Linked DNA regions of Sus scrofa: region 1 is linked to region 2. A link is a contact called in public HiChIP or PLAC-seq data. All regions are on one chromosome and are shown on one strand. Each heading gives the region's core, a stretch centred on a gene start, on an enhancer-like site or on the middle of the called end of the contact. The rest is flanking DNA. Distances are from core to core; before and after follow the strand shown. Region 1 holds the start of ASB7 (ankyrin repeat and SOCS box protein 7). Region 2 holds the start of ADAMTS17 (A disintegrin and metalloproteinase with thrombospondin motifs 17).

The links. HiChIP or PLAC-seq counts read pairs in DNA pulled down with a chosen protein or histone mark.
Region 1: an H3K27ac HiChIP or PLAC-seq map of skeletal muscle shows a contact between it and region 2. The contact joins the promoter of ASB7 here to the promoter of ADAMTS17 in region 2. A contact is called at or near these places in 3 of 47 Hi-C or Micro-C datasets (embryonic fibroblasts and fibroblasts) and 1 of 2 datasets of contacts at active chromatin or transcription factors (skeletal muscle).

The regions. Positions count from the first base shown.
Region 1 is chr1:139,188,667-139,195,020 of Sscrofa11.1, reverse strand. It overlaps ASB7 (ankyrin repeat and SOCS box protein 7), which reads right to left and starts at 3,614. Exons shown (of 6, transcript XM_003121646.4): 1 at 3,023-3,614; 2 at 2,767-2,855. It overlaps LINS1 (protein Lines homolog 1), which reads left to right and starts at 3,783. Exons shown (of 7, transcript XM_013993232.2): 1 at 3,783-3,927.
Region 2 is chr1:139,012,702-139,019,051 of Sscrofa11.1, reverse strand. It overlaps ADAMTS17 (A disintegrin and metalloproteinase with thrombospondin motifs 17), which reads left to right and starts at 3,371. Exons shown (of 24, transcript XM_013993230.2): 1 at 3,371-3,750; 2 at 4,218-4,582. The coding sequence starts at 3,672.

The sequences.
Region 1 (6,354 bases), core at 2,365-4,864, 180 kb before region 2:
TACTGGCTCTGAGAAAACCAAAAACCCCAATAGCTCACAAGTCCTAAAAGGGACTCTGGATGCAGAAACAATACCAGGACCAAAGCGTGCCACCTGGATGAGGAGGCTGATGAGGTCTTCTTGTGTGACCAAGAGCCTGGGACCCAAAATAAGGTAAAACTGTCTTCTAATATCACTCAAGATAGCAGCACAGTGTTTATATTCCCAAACAAGTAAGGATGTTCACATTCTCTCCAAGGTACTGGGGCTCTGTACAACATAAAGATCTATTATCATGCAGAACTTGTCTGTAAGTCTCCTAAGCTCCAGCAGAAAGACCAACGATTTTCATGAAACATGGACAAGGCAAGAAAGGCAATTTTGTAATTCACTTACCCAGACCCAACTCAAAGCTTAAATCACAATAATTATAAATGATGAAGTCTTGCCAATCTTTCTCTTATTAACCCATGTCTGGCTTTACCATCTTAGCAGCCTCATATCAGTACCTAGAAAGTCTATGAGAAAGGAGATAAGCTTTCCACGTAGGGTGTACCTTCTGTTGAGAATGAACTGAAAGGCTTGAAGTCAAGTATTAGAAACTGCCTGACTTTAAACTCTTGGGGGATAGTACACACTTCTGTATTACCTAAGCTAAAAGTGAACAAGATAAAGATATTGTCTGTGTCATAATATAATTGTGAATGGCATCATTTTAGGTATGAAGAAAGTAAGTATTGGCCATAACATACTCAAAATACATCATTTCAACCAAAACTGGTGATTCTCCCAATGCGATTATAAACCTTACTTGGTTACCAAATAAATCAGGTGTTTTCTGATTTTTTTTTCTTTCAAAACCATGTGACTGATAATAGAATTACCACAAAGTTAGCTACCAGACTGAAAAAGATTAACTAACTGGCCATGTTGGTAAGAAAGTACTCATATATTTTAAACATTTGACATAATCTAGACCAAATACTCTCAATCATGCTAATATTAGGAGCAGATGTGGACAATTTACATACATTCCCTACTCTCAGAAAAACCATTAAAAGCTGAGAGGGTCAATGAAATACATTTAAGCAATGAAAATGAACTGATTGGAAACCAGAGGGAAGCAGTGTTTTCTCAGCACAGATGATAACACCTCTCAGAAAATGAAAACATGCTAAAGTTCAACTTAAAGCAGAAAAATATTTAACTGAAAAGACCTGAATAGAAAATACATAATTCCTTTTTACTTTAAAAACATACTTCCAGTATTTCAGCATTTTTTAAAAAGTTCCAAAGTAATCATTAGGCATTTCTCTGGTGATTCATATATTTCAATAATAAAAATCGCCTTCTGCCTAGCATTTACTGAAATGAAGTGGACCCTACATACACATGCAAAGGGTGCCCTAAATGTTCACCAGGAAACAGTCCTTGGTAGATTCTGATTCTAAATCCCATTTGGTAGCAGACACCCTCCTTTTGCTGTCCATTGCTGGGTTTCAAGAAGATACAAACCCTCAGGGCCCCTTAAAAGTATCTTTAGCTGTACCTTGACAATTAGAAGAATCAGGAAAGACATTAATTTCTTTTACTAGAAGGCAGAAAGTCCACCTGAACAGAGTAAGGCAAAGATTTCCTAACTTCTGCTATTTTAAGTACTTCTTTGTACCTAAAATTCCCTAAACAATCTGAGACATTAAAATAACTCTGAGATTAACAAGTCACTTTATACTCCTGTTATTGGATGCTAGAGAAGTTATTCACTTGGCTAATTTCTGAATTAACTCCTACATAATTTCCCTGATTATACCCCCTCTTCAGGATTTACATGAATGTCCTAAACTTACCTTTAGCTCATTTTCAAAGACAGCAACAAAATACAGCAGCAGAAATCTGATCACATGAATTAGATGCCTACATTTCAATCTAACCAATTCTCTGTAAGGATTTTGAAATGAGAAATCTTATGAAGAGTGCAAAAATAAAACCCTAGATTCTAAATACACCAAAACAGTCTTTGGTTTTTAAATTCCTGAGTGTCAAATGATTAACAAGATACTGCATAAAGTTTTATAAGTTCTAGGAAACCCAAAATATAACAAATACGGTTGATCTTTTTATAAGAATTTCAGAGCCCATCCACATCTGTCACAAGAAATACACAAAAGAGTTAATTATACATAAGTGCTTCAGAAGGGAGTATTGCTTTCGTACTATTCATACTACTTAGGTACACAGATTCATTTTTTCTAGAAAAAAAATTGGCATTATTTTCTGAAACTCTTAAGTTTCAAGTTATTACTGTATCTTCCTCTACCTAAACCTTCACCAGTTAGATAACTCAAAAGACTTTCTGGTAGAGGTAGAGAAAAGGTTATAGGAAAGTATACAGGGAAAGCAGAAAATTGTAGTTTAATTAAAAAGCAGAGTCATTCAGAATTAACAAGCAATTAACCAGGAATTGAGGAATTCCTATGAGAGTAAGAGGGGCAGGGAAACCACAAAAAGGTCTCAAAGTCTCTGAGCAGGGTACACGGTTCAGTGTACCGAAAGAAAATGCAAAACACGAAAACACTGTGCAGAGCAAAAGGGATAAAATACGTTCCTGGGAAAAAGAAGTTATTAAAATGTTAAAGATCAGGGCATAGGCAGTGTTTCTGGTTTTGCCTGGAAACTGGGGGCCAGGAAAGGGTTGCATTCCCAGGTAACCATCCCGAAAATAAAGCACTGCTTAATGAGGTAGGGGCCAAGAATAAACAATGGGGGAGGGGAGGAGTGGCTTATTACCTTTATGGAGGATGCTGGTCAGAGGCTCTCTGCTGCTTCTCTGGTGGTAGACCCTTCCTGCCCTCTCGCCTCCTCAAGCCAGCTCAAACCTGGAGATCAGAAAGCAGAAAGCTGTGCAGAGCCCCGGGGCGAGGAGGAGGGGGATCTGAGGAGGGGAGAGCAGAGGAAGAGAGTGGTAAAGGCAGGCAGGAAGAAGCAGGGATTCTCCTCCCTCCCAGGCCAGCCCCCTTCCCCTCCGGGAGGTAACTGACTTTACCTGTCTCCTCAGCTGCTGCTTCTCTTCCTCCTTTCAGCCTCCTCCACACTCACCAACTTCTCCATTGAAGAAACAGCCCAGGCAGGGCCGGACGCGGCTGTTCCTGGTCCTCCTCGGTGCCTCACGGCCCCAGTCCGGCCAGCATCCACACAGCCGAGCCGACCTGAGGCGGCGGTGCTGGCCGCCGGGCAGCCTCGGGGCAGGGGTGCAGGGAGGAAGTCCCGGCTCGGGTGGGGGGGCAGTCCCGGTCTGAAGGCTCAGAGCAGGGGGCTGCCGCGCTCCGGGCCGGAGGCTCCCAGCCACTGGGGGCACAGGAGGTCTCGGGGCAGCGAGGTCCCGGGTCATACAGGGTCCCAAGTGCCAGCCGCGGGGGCTCCAGGCAGGGGGCTTTCGGGATGCACTTTGCACTGGGCCACCCCCGCCCCCTCCCTCCAGCACTTTGGGGTCACTGGGATGGGACCAAGCCTTCAGCAGCCAATCAGCGGCCGCACTGGAGCCTGAGCCCGGAGCCGTAAACCAGGTCCGGAGTGGGTGGGGGTGGGGGGTGGGGACAACTTGGTTGGTTGGTTGCTTCCTTCTCTCCTCCTACCCCCAGCAGCCCCCACCCCTTGCCTGCCGTAAAGCCGCCTGCGCATTCGCGACAGTTAGGGGAGGCGTGCCGATTGGGGCTAGGACTCCTCTCGGATTGGCCTCACTCACTTCCCCTTCTGAGGCTTCCAATGCTCCGCCCCTGGCGGAGGGACTCCAGGCGGTTGCTAAGAAACGCGGTGCGCCGCACAGGGCCTCTGCGCATGCGGGAGAAGGCAACGCCGGGTTCTCTCCGCGAACTACGGTGGCCCGGAAGGGGCCGGTGCTCACGCGAATGGCGGTGCGGAGTCAGGGTGGCTCGAGCTGGTTCCCTGCAGGTAATTGGCAGCGGCCGCTAACTTTGGCGGCGCGGGAGGCGTGTGTGCGACCTACTGAGAGGCTGTCTCTGGGCTTAGGCTTAGGCTTAGAAAGGCGGCAGTCTCCAGGAGGCGAGGAGAGGGGAGCCTTGTCCCACCGCCCTCTTCAGCGCTTCTCAGACGCGGGTGCCGGGCCTTGGCAGGTCTTTCGGCCCCCGGGGCTCCGTTAGTTCCCAGGATGGCGTTCCTCGCCTGGCGAAGAAAGAGAGTCCTGTGGGCTGGCGGTGTCGCTTCAAGGGTTTGCCTGGAAGGGTGAAGTCCCTCAGGAATTCCTGTGGCTGAAAGGGAGAGAGGGGAAAATACGGGAGATGGCCATGTTTATTAAGTGCTTCTTTTCATTGAGCAGGTATTTACCGACCGGGCACTGTTGTAGCCGTTAGGGAGACCTCGGTGAACGAGGTAGATGCAATCACTCATCATCGTGGAGTTTTCACTTTACCAAGGGAGACTGACAAACACGAAACTATTTATCAGGTAGAGATAGGCTATGTAAAGGGAAGCGGAATGGGGTGGAGATTGGCTAAGATGTGATGGCTGTTTTGATAATAAAGGTCCCTGAGAATGTGGCATTTGAATAGTGATCTGAATGAGGAGATGCCAGCCATGCCAAGATCCGGGGTCGGGTGGGTTGGGGAGGATTTTGCAGGCGGAGACATCAAAAGTGCAAAACCTCTGATGCTAGAATAACTTTTGCTGTGGACAGAAACTGCAAGAAAGAGAACCAGGTAGTCCAGCATCATAGGAGGGATAATGGTTTGTGGTGAAGTTGGGGTTGATGGTGAAGCGGCGCGACAGTCTCCAGATCTTGTAGGACCTTGTAGCGGGTGGTAAGGTGGTAGAAAAATGATCATAACTCTATGTTTTGAAAAGATCACTGGCTGCTGGAGAAAGCTGTAGCTGAGAGTGGGGTTATAGAAAGACTGTTGTGATAGTCCAGGCAAGAGTTGACTTTGTTTTAAACTAAGTCACCCAATTCACCAGACCTTTGGCTACCATCAGTGTCCTCAAAGAAAGGCCTAATTATATAAAGGAGGTACTATTTCAACATATCAACTCCTTTTATGTAACTAAAATATACTAAGATGTTTTGTGGCAGGTGGCGGGGGAAGTCACTGAAAACACTTTAAAAAGGGCCCTGGTATTTTCTTTTTCATTATCATTCATTCATTATCATTCATTCACCAAGAACTCTCATTTTGGTGTCTTCTACATGAGCTGCCTGTTGGCTTAGGTGGGCAACCCCGGCTCAGTCCTGCCCAGGGAAGATCATAGTCAAATGTGGGGAAACCAAACTAGAAAGTAGTTACAGACAATGCAGTGAGACAAACACTGCAGTATAGGGTGAGAGAGCACTTGGCAGGGCCCTCTAATCCTGACTTGGATGTGTGGAAGGCTTCCCAGACTGGAGGTTTCCAAGTTGAAGGTTGAAAGAGTGGGAGGGGGAAAGGTTGAGTGTGATTTAGAAAGACTGAGCTAAGCAAAGCTTGGGGGTCCTACAGTGCAGGGTTTCTGAGGCCCTCAGAGGAAGCCTGGAGCTTAGTTTGTGAGGCATAGAGTTGAGAGGATCCCAAGGGTCAGACACTGAAGGGCCTGCTAAGTCATGTTCAGGGGGTTAGACTTTATCCTAATGAAAGTGGAGATGTTTGTAGGAAGGAGCTGGATTAGGGTGGACCAAGAAACAACCACTTAGCCAGGACTCTGTGGCAGTTGTCCTAGGAGGAAGTGGTATGCTGTAATAGTGATGGTGAGGATGGAGAGAAATAAGGTAAGGAAGGGTCTGGCGAGATAGTCAGGTTTCTTGCTTATAAGACAGGAGATACGGGTGCCATAAACTGAGAGCGCAGGTTTGAGAAGCCACAGAAAGAGTTGAGCTTCTACAGAAGATGCTGTGGAAATTCCAAGTGGCACCCTCCACTGACGTTTAGATACTTGACCATGGAGCCCAAAAGAGAGTGAAACTCAAACTGTGGGTTCTGGGGTTGTTAGCATGGAAATATTAATTAAAGACAGTGAGAGTCCATGAAGTTGCTCTAAGTAGAGAGAGGATATAGAGGGCTGAATCCTTCAAGGTCCTGACATTTAGGAGACTGTAGTTGGCTCTCTGTATTCATGGTATCCGTGCCCATGGATTCAACCAACCTCGAATCAAACATATTTGTAAAAAGAAAAACGTTCCAGGAGTTCCTGCTGTGGTGCAGTGGGTTAAAGGATCCGGCATTGCATAGGTCGCACCTGAAGCTCAAATTCAACCCCTGGCCCAGGAACTTCCTCAAGTGTAGCCATTTAAAGGAAGAAAGAGAGAGAGAGAGGGAGAAAGGGAGGGAAAGGAAAGTATTCCAGAAATTTCTAAAAAGCAAAACTCAAATTTGTCACTAGCACAGCAACTAT
Region 2 (6,350 bases), core at 2,122-4,621:
ACGGATCAGGTTTACACTTCAGTCTTGGCACCTGGGCTCATCAATTACTGGTTCAAGAAATCTCTGAGTGGGGAGGATTAAGGAAGGTCACATTTGGCCCAAGTGCCTGCAGTCCTCTTTGTGCTCTGCCCACTCTGTGTCTTTAGCCCTGTATTTCTGAGTTTCGCATTTGAACAGTGTGTCTCTTGGCAAAGTCTGTGCTCCTCTTGGGACTGTCTTGCTATCATTAACAGCAATAGTACTGGTCATGAGAATGGCAACCAGCATCCAAGCTTGGGCAGGGGCGGTGGATCAGAGAGAGGCCAAGAGAGGCAGCATCACTGACCTGCTGGGGGTTATTTCCACACAATGCAATCAGAAAAGATCGTGCCTGCCAGAGCGGAGCTGTTCACAAAAAACAGTGGACAAGCTGAAAAGTTGAAGAGATTTCTCATCCATGAGTGCAGCAAACAGTTTTAACCCCCAGACAAGGAAGAGGGGTTCCTTCATCTCAGACTCAGACTGCCACTGCCACCTGTAGGGCTTTCCTTTGCTTGTTTATCTTGCTTTTAATCCTCCCTGACCCCCAGCCCTTTCTCCTCCATCTGTAAGATGGGATTAATCCTCGCCCTTGCACAAAATGAAGACCAGGCAATTACTGTGTTAAGATGAAGTGTGATCATAGCAGATAATAATGATTTCCTCTTTTAAGCATTATTTCCTATTATGGGAAACTGTGCATAACATACAGTTTACCATTTTAGCCATTTTAAGCGTACAGTTCAGTGGCATTAAGTACATTCACCTTGTCATGTGATCATCATGAGCTTTCCATCTCCAGAGCTTTTTCGTCTTCTCCAGTGGAAACTTACACACTGATGCCTCACTCCCCCTCCCTCAGCCCCTAGTAACCACTATTCTCCCCTCTGTTTCTATAAATATGACCACTCTAGGTACCTCATATAATGGAATCATACAATATCTGTCTCTTTGTGACTGACTTATATTATTTAGTTTAATGTCTTCCTTCAGATATATACCTGGAAGTGTAATTGCTCGATCTTATGGTAGTTCCGCTAAAATTTTTTTTGGTGCATAGTGGCTGCACCAATTTAGATTCCCTCCAAAGGTGTTCAGGGTTTCCTTTCCACCACAGCCTTGCCCACACTTGTTTCCTCTTATCTGTTTGGTAACAGGACTCTTAACAGGTGTGGTAGGTGGTTCCTAACATAATCGTTTCCTAATTTGGGATGTAGTAAAAATCTTCTCTAAGCCAAGCATTTTTTGTGCAGAGGGCGGGGGGGGGGAATTGATAGTTGGTTTTGATTTGCATTTCCCTGGTGACTAGTGATCTTGAGAACCTTTCAGATACATGGTTTCCAAATATTTTCTCCCATTCCATAGGTAGCCTTTTCATTTTGTTGATAGTTTGCTTTGCTGTGCAGAAACTCTTAGATTTGATACAGACCCATTTGCTGATTTTTGCTTTGCTGCTTGTGCTTTTGTTGTCCTCCAAAAAATCACTGCCAAGACCAATGTTAAGGTGCTTTTCCCCTATGTATTCTTCTCTGAGTTTTACAGTTTCAAGTTTTACATTTGTCTTTGATCTATTCCAAGCTGACTTTTGTGAGTGGGGGTCAGAGAGGGTCCAATTTCATTTTTTTGGCATGTGGCTGTATACTTTTCCCACCGCCACTTACCAAAGAGACTATCCTTTATTCTTGAGCATTCTTGGCTCACTTGTCAAATATTACTTGACTAGATACATGTGGGTTTATTTTGGAGCTCTATTAGCCATTTATCTAATGGTGGTCATTCAGGTCTTGCTTTTTTTTTTTTTTTTTTCTTTCCCCTAAATAATTCAGAGTGGTGAACATTCTAGAATATTGCCAGTTCATTTGTGGTAGTTAGCCAGAAGTGGAACAGCAGAATTGTAGGGTGTGTACAGTATTGTTCTTCAAAGTGGCTATGCCAATTCGCACTCCCTCCCATGGGCAGGACAATGTCCTCTCCAATTCTTGATATTTCCAAGTGCTTCAGTTCGGACAGGCTGGAAGATGAAATGGTATCCTGCTCTTGCTTCAGTTTGCATGCCCTTGCGGACTACTGAGCATCAAGTAGACTCCTGATGGCAGAAGGAATTGTTCCCGCAAGGTAGTGGGGCTGCTACTCCTGGCTTTTAGTAACCAGCCTTTGAGGTGGCTCTTTGCCCAACAAATCTTCACCAAAAAGCTCTCCATGATTTCTTGTGCCACCAGAAGAGGCTGCTGAACCTTCAGTCAGCTGAGGCTGCTTTCAAGGGGAGGGGGAAAAAAACCCAAACTAGGCCATGAGCAAGCTGCATGAGGTTTCCAGGAACTAGGTGTCTGGTGGTGGGTGGCAGCCCCTGGAGCAGTGGAGGGTGCGGTGGACAGAGCAGAAAAGGATTCCACTAGCAGCACCCTAGGGGACACACAGACTAGCAAGTTTGCAGTAGTGAGAGTGATGGGCTTTACTGAGAATCAGTGACACAGCCCACTACCAGGGTTAATGAAATGTCAGGAAAGCTGAACAGTGCTCACTTCTGGATTCCTGTCGATAACATGTAACCCTGGGGTGCATTTTAGATTCTGAGAGGCCCTAAGCAGAGTCCAAGAGGAGTGCTGTTGCCCCTCTGCCTTGAAAAAACGGAAACAGGCAGGACAGGCAAGCAGGGAGGGGGAGGGGAAGAGACATGAGAATGGTTACACCTCAGTTAATTTTGTTTTGTTTTGTTTTTCTTCCAGAACTTGCTCAGTTATGAATGATTCATTCTGTTGCAGAAAGACTTGGGTTCAAGTTCAGTCTTTGCTACTTTGTGTCCCAGTTTCCTAACCTGTAAAACTGGGCTAATATTCCTTCCTACGTGCCATGGAGGGCTCTTGCCGTGGAGAGAACAGCCCCGTCCGCAAGCCAGGAGCCACATTCTAGCTCTTGCTGGGATACAAACCCACTGGCTAACTCAGCAAGCTCCTTATGCTCACTCTCGCCCCCTCAGTGTCTAAGTCTGTAAGAGTGTGTGATCTCGCCTGTGCCACCAGCTTCCGTGCAGATAAAGATGACAGGAGGTGTGAAGGATTTGCATAAACACCTCTCCCTTGGAAGTGGCTAGCCATCCCGTGCAAAGTTGCGCACCTAGAGCAAGAAAGTGCCCAGCTACAGACAACCCAAATTGGTTTTACTTTAGATGCAGAGAAAATATACTTTTATGGATGATATCTGTTGGCTAGGATTTCTGGACTGTCTTTTTGGGAAGCTGAGCAGCAGGGTTTGAGAGGGTTACAAAAATGGGGACAAACTTTGAAGACCAGTCAGGTGTCCTGGGTCCTCCTCAACAGCGCGGCTCCAGACGGCTCCCTTGCGCCACCTGGTGCCCCCTCCCCGCCACTGCCCAGAAACCACGTGTAAGAAAATTCTTACAACCTAACTACGCACCCTGGTTTAGACCCTTCTTAGCCAATAGAGAAGGGGGAGGCGGGGTAAAGCAAAGCGAGAGTCCTATCATCTCCAGCTTTCCGAGGAGAAGGCGGGGCTTGGGATTTACCACGTTGGGTTTGTCCGCAGCGCTAATTACTTTTTCCAAAGGCTGGAGGGCTTCACTCCGGCTGGCGCCGCCGCCTCGCGCGCTCCTGTTCCGCCGCGACCGTCAAGGGGGGCTGCTCCTCCCAAGTACCATGTGTGACGGCGCCCTGCTGCCTCCCCTTGTCCTGCCCTTGCTGCTGCTGCTGGTTTGGGGACTGGACTCGGGTGCAGGTAACGCTCCCTCTACTCCCGCCCCTTAGCTCGTGCTTCTCGCGGCCACCTTCCTTCTGCCCTCCCGAGGCATCTTGGCGGCCTCCGCCTGCCGGCGTGGCCGGGATCCGGCGGCCGACAGCTGACAGCTCCCGGGTCCAGGGGGCGCGGGCCGCGGCCGGAAGACTGGGCTCCAGGCGGCTCCCGGGCGGTCGCGCCGCCGCCAGTTCTCCGGACGCCGATGCGGCGGCCGTATTCCCGGAGGTGCTCGGGTAGCCCAGCCGGAGACCTTTCCAGGGTGGCGCGGGGTCTGGGGAGAGGCGCTGAGTGGCATGGAGGTGCCTGGGCGAGATAAGGAAAGAGAGCAACGGCTCGGGGCCGTGTTGTCTCTGGGCTGGCGCGGGATGCCCAGCGCTGGACCTCGCGCTCGGTGGGCGGGCGGCGGGGCGGCCGGGCCCCGGCGCGCTGACGCGTCTCCTCTCTTACAGCGGTCGGCGACGCGGCGGCCGACGTGGAGGTGGTGCTCCCGCGGCGGGTGCGCCCAGACGCCGTGCACCTGCCGCAGCTGCCTGGCGCCCCAGGGCCGCGAAGACGTCGGCGACCCCGCGCGCCCCCCGCCGCCCCGCGTGCCCGGCCTGGCGAGCGCGCCCTGCTGCTGCACCTGCCGGCCTTCGGGCGCGACCTGTACCTGCAGCTGCGTCGCGACCTCCGCTTTCTGTCCGGCGGTTTCGAGGTGGAGGAGGCTGGCGAAGCAGGGCGCCGTGGACGCCCCGCCGAACTGTGCTTCTACTCGGGCCGCGTGCTGGGCCACCCCGGCTCCCTCGTCTCGCTCAGCACTTGCGGCGGCGGCCTGGTACTGCCCGCACCCCCTTGGGGTCTGCCTGGCGATCCCTCGCAGAGTTGGGAAGGGGAATAGGGGGAACGGGGGCGGGGGAAGGCGTCTGGGATGGGGGTGGGGCCACCAGGGATGCTCTGCTGCTCGCGGGAGGGAACCCCTCCTACCTCTTCCCGCCCACCCTTTTTCTCCACCTCTTCCCTCCCCCACCTTCCGGAGGGTCTGTGAACGGAGGCTGCGGGAGGGGAAGGGTCTGATTATCCAGTGCCTTCCGATGGCTGCTAAGCCTCAGCAGTGTGCCTGGCCAGGACCCATGTGGTGTTGCTGGGAGGGAGATAAGCGTAGCTCGCCCAGGGAGCTCAGGTCTAGCAGAGATGAAAGCTGTCTAGCCACTAGACTTAGGCTGCACTTGGCCCGAGTGTGGACTGAACGTTATTTGCATCTGCACAGATGTTTGTGCGTGTCTTGGGGAACACCTATATATGTAGATCTCATCTATTCTTGAACATGGGCTTGGGGTCTTAAGCATTCACCTCTTTCTGTCATTTTGAATCTAACAGTCCACTAACTTGCTCTTCTTAGTTGAAAAGTGAGAACCAGGAGAGGGAGGTCTCCATTCTTCTTCCCCTTATACCACAAACAGGCATTTGTCTGGCACCCACCCTTAGCCAGGCCTGAGGGATGCTTACATTGGTGATGAGACCCTTTCTTTCCTGGACCCCAGATGCTCCCTTGGTGTGGCAGTACTCCCCCACCCCTTCTGCCTTGCTGCACTCTGAGGCACCTGTGACAGGGCTCTGAAGGGTAGAGGAAGCTCTTGTGCACCTCTGCCCTACCTGTGCTCACACCGGCTCACTTGGCGACACTGGTGCCCAGACAAACCCTTCTCATTGTGCCCCAGAGGAAGGCACACAGCTGGCAGATGTGCTGCATGCACCCTGCAAAGCCTGGGATGGGTTCAGAGCCTGTTTCTCTTATCTTCCAGGGAAAGTGATCTCTGATATCCTTTTGTGTCTGTATTTCCCTGACGCAAGAAATTGCTTCCCCCACCTCCGCCTTATCTTGCTCTGACATTTAGAGTTCCCTAGCTGTTACCCACATAGTATGTAACTAGTTGGTGTGAATCTGCAGCAAAGCAGAAAACCTGGGGGTCCAAGTCTTTATAGGAGATTTCTGCTCTTAGCAGTGTAAGGGAACCTGGGGCAGGGGGTGGGGGGGGGGGTGATTCCTAAGAATTGGCCTTTGCCAGTTCCCCTGTCAGGACTTTTTGAGTCCTGATCAGAATGTGATCTCTTTTTGCTGGGCTGGGAGAAATTGGCTTCTTCGGTTAAACAAGGAAAATGGGTTGCAGAGGGGGGCCTGGTGGCAGCTAGTATGGAACAGGGGCTGAGAATGTGGGCTGTGGGTGAGGAGGCTTAAGTAGGAGTGAGAAAGGCTCAGATCACCATAGGGCTCGGGTCAAGGCTGCCTCATGTTCTGGGAGGGACTGGAAGGCCCACATCATTTTTCCTGTTTTTGCCAAAGTGTTTAAAGTCTAGGTCACATCACTGTACTGAACATGGAAACATCTGAATCCCATTTGCTGCGGTTTAGTGAGTTTCTGTAGAGGTCAGAGTTTATACCTCTTGGTGTAAAGTTTCCAGCGAGGAGCTATCTGCAAAGGGGCCGAGGGTGGAAATCTGGATAACATTGATTTAAGTCCTTACAGAGTGAGTGCTGGGCCCTCTCACAGATGGCATCTGAGTCAGAGGTTTCACTTCAGTCTCCCTTGTTTTCAGGAAGACTG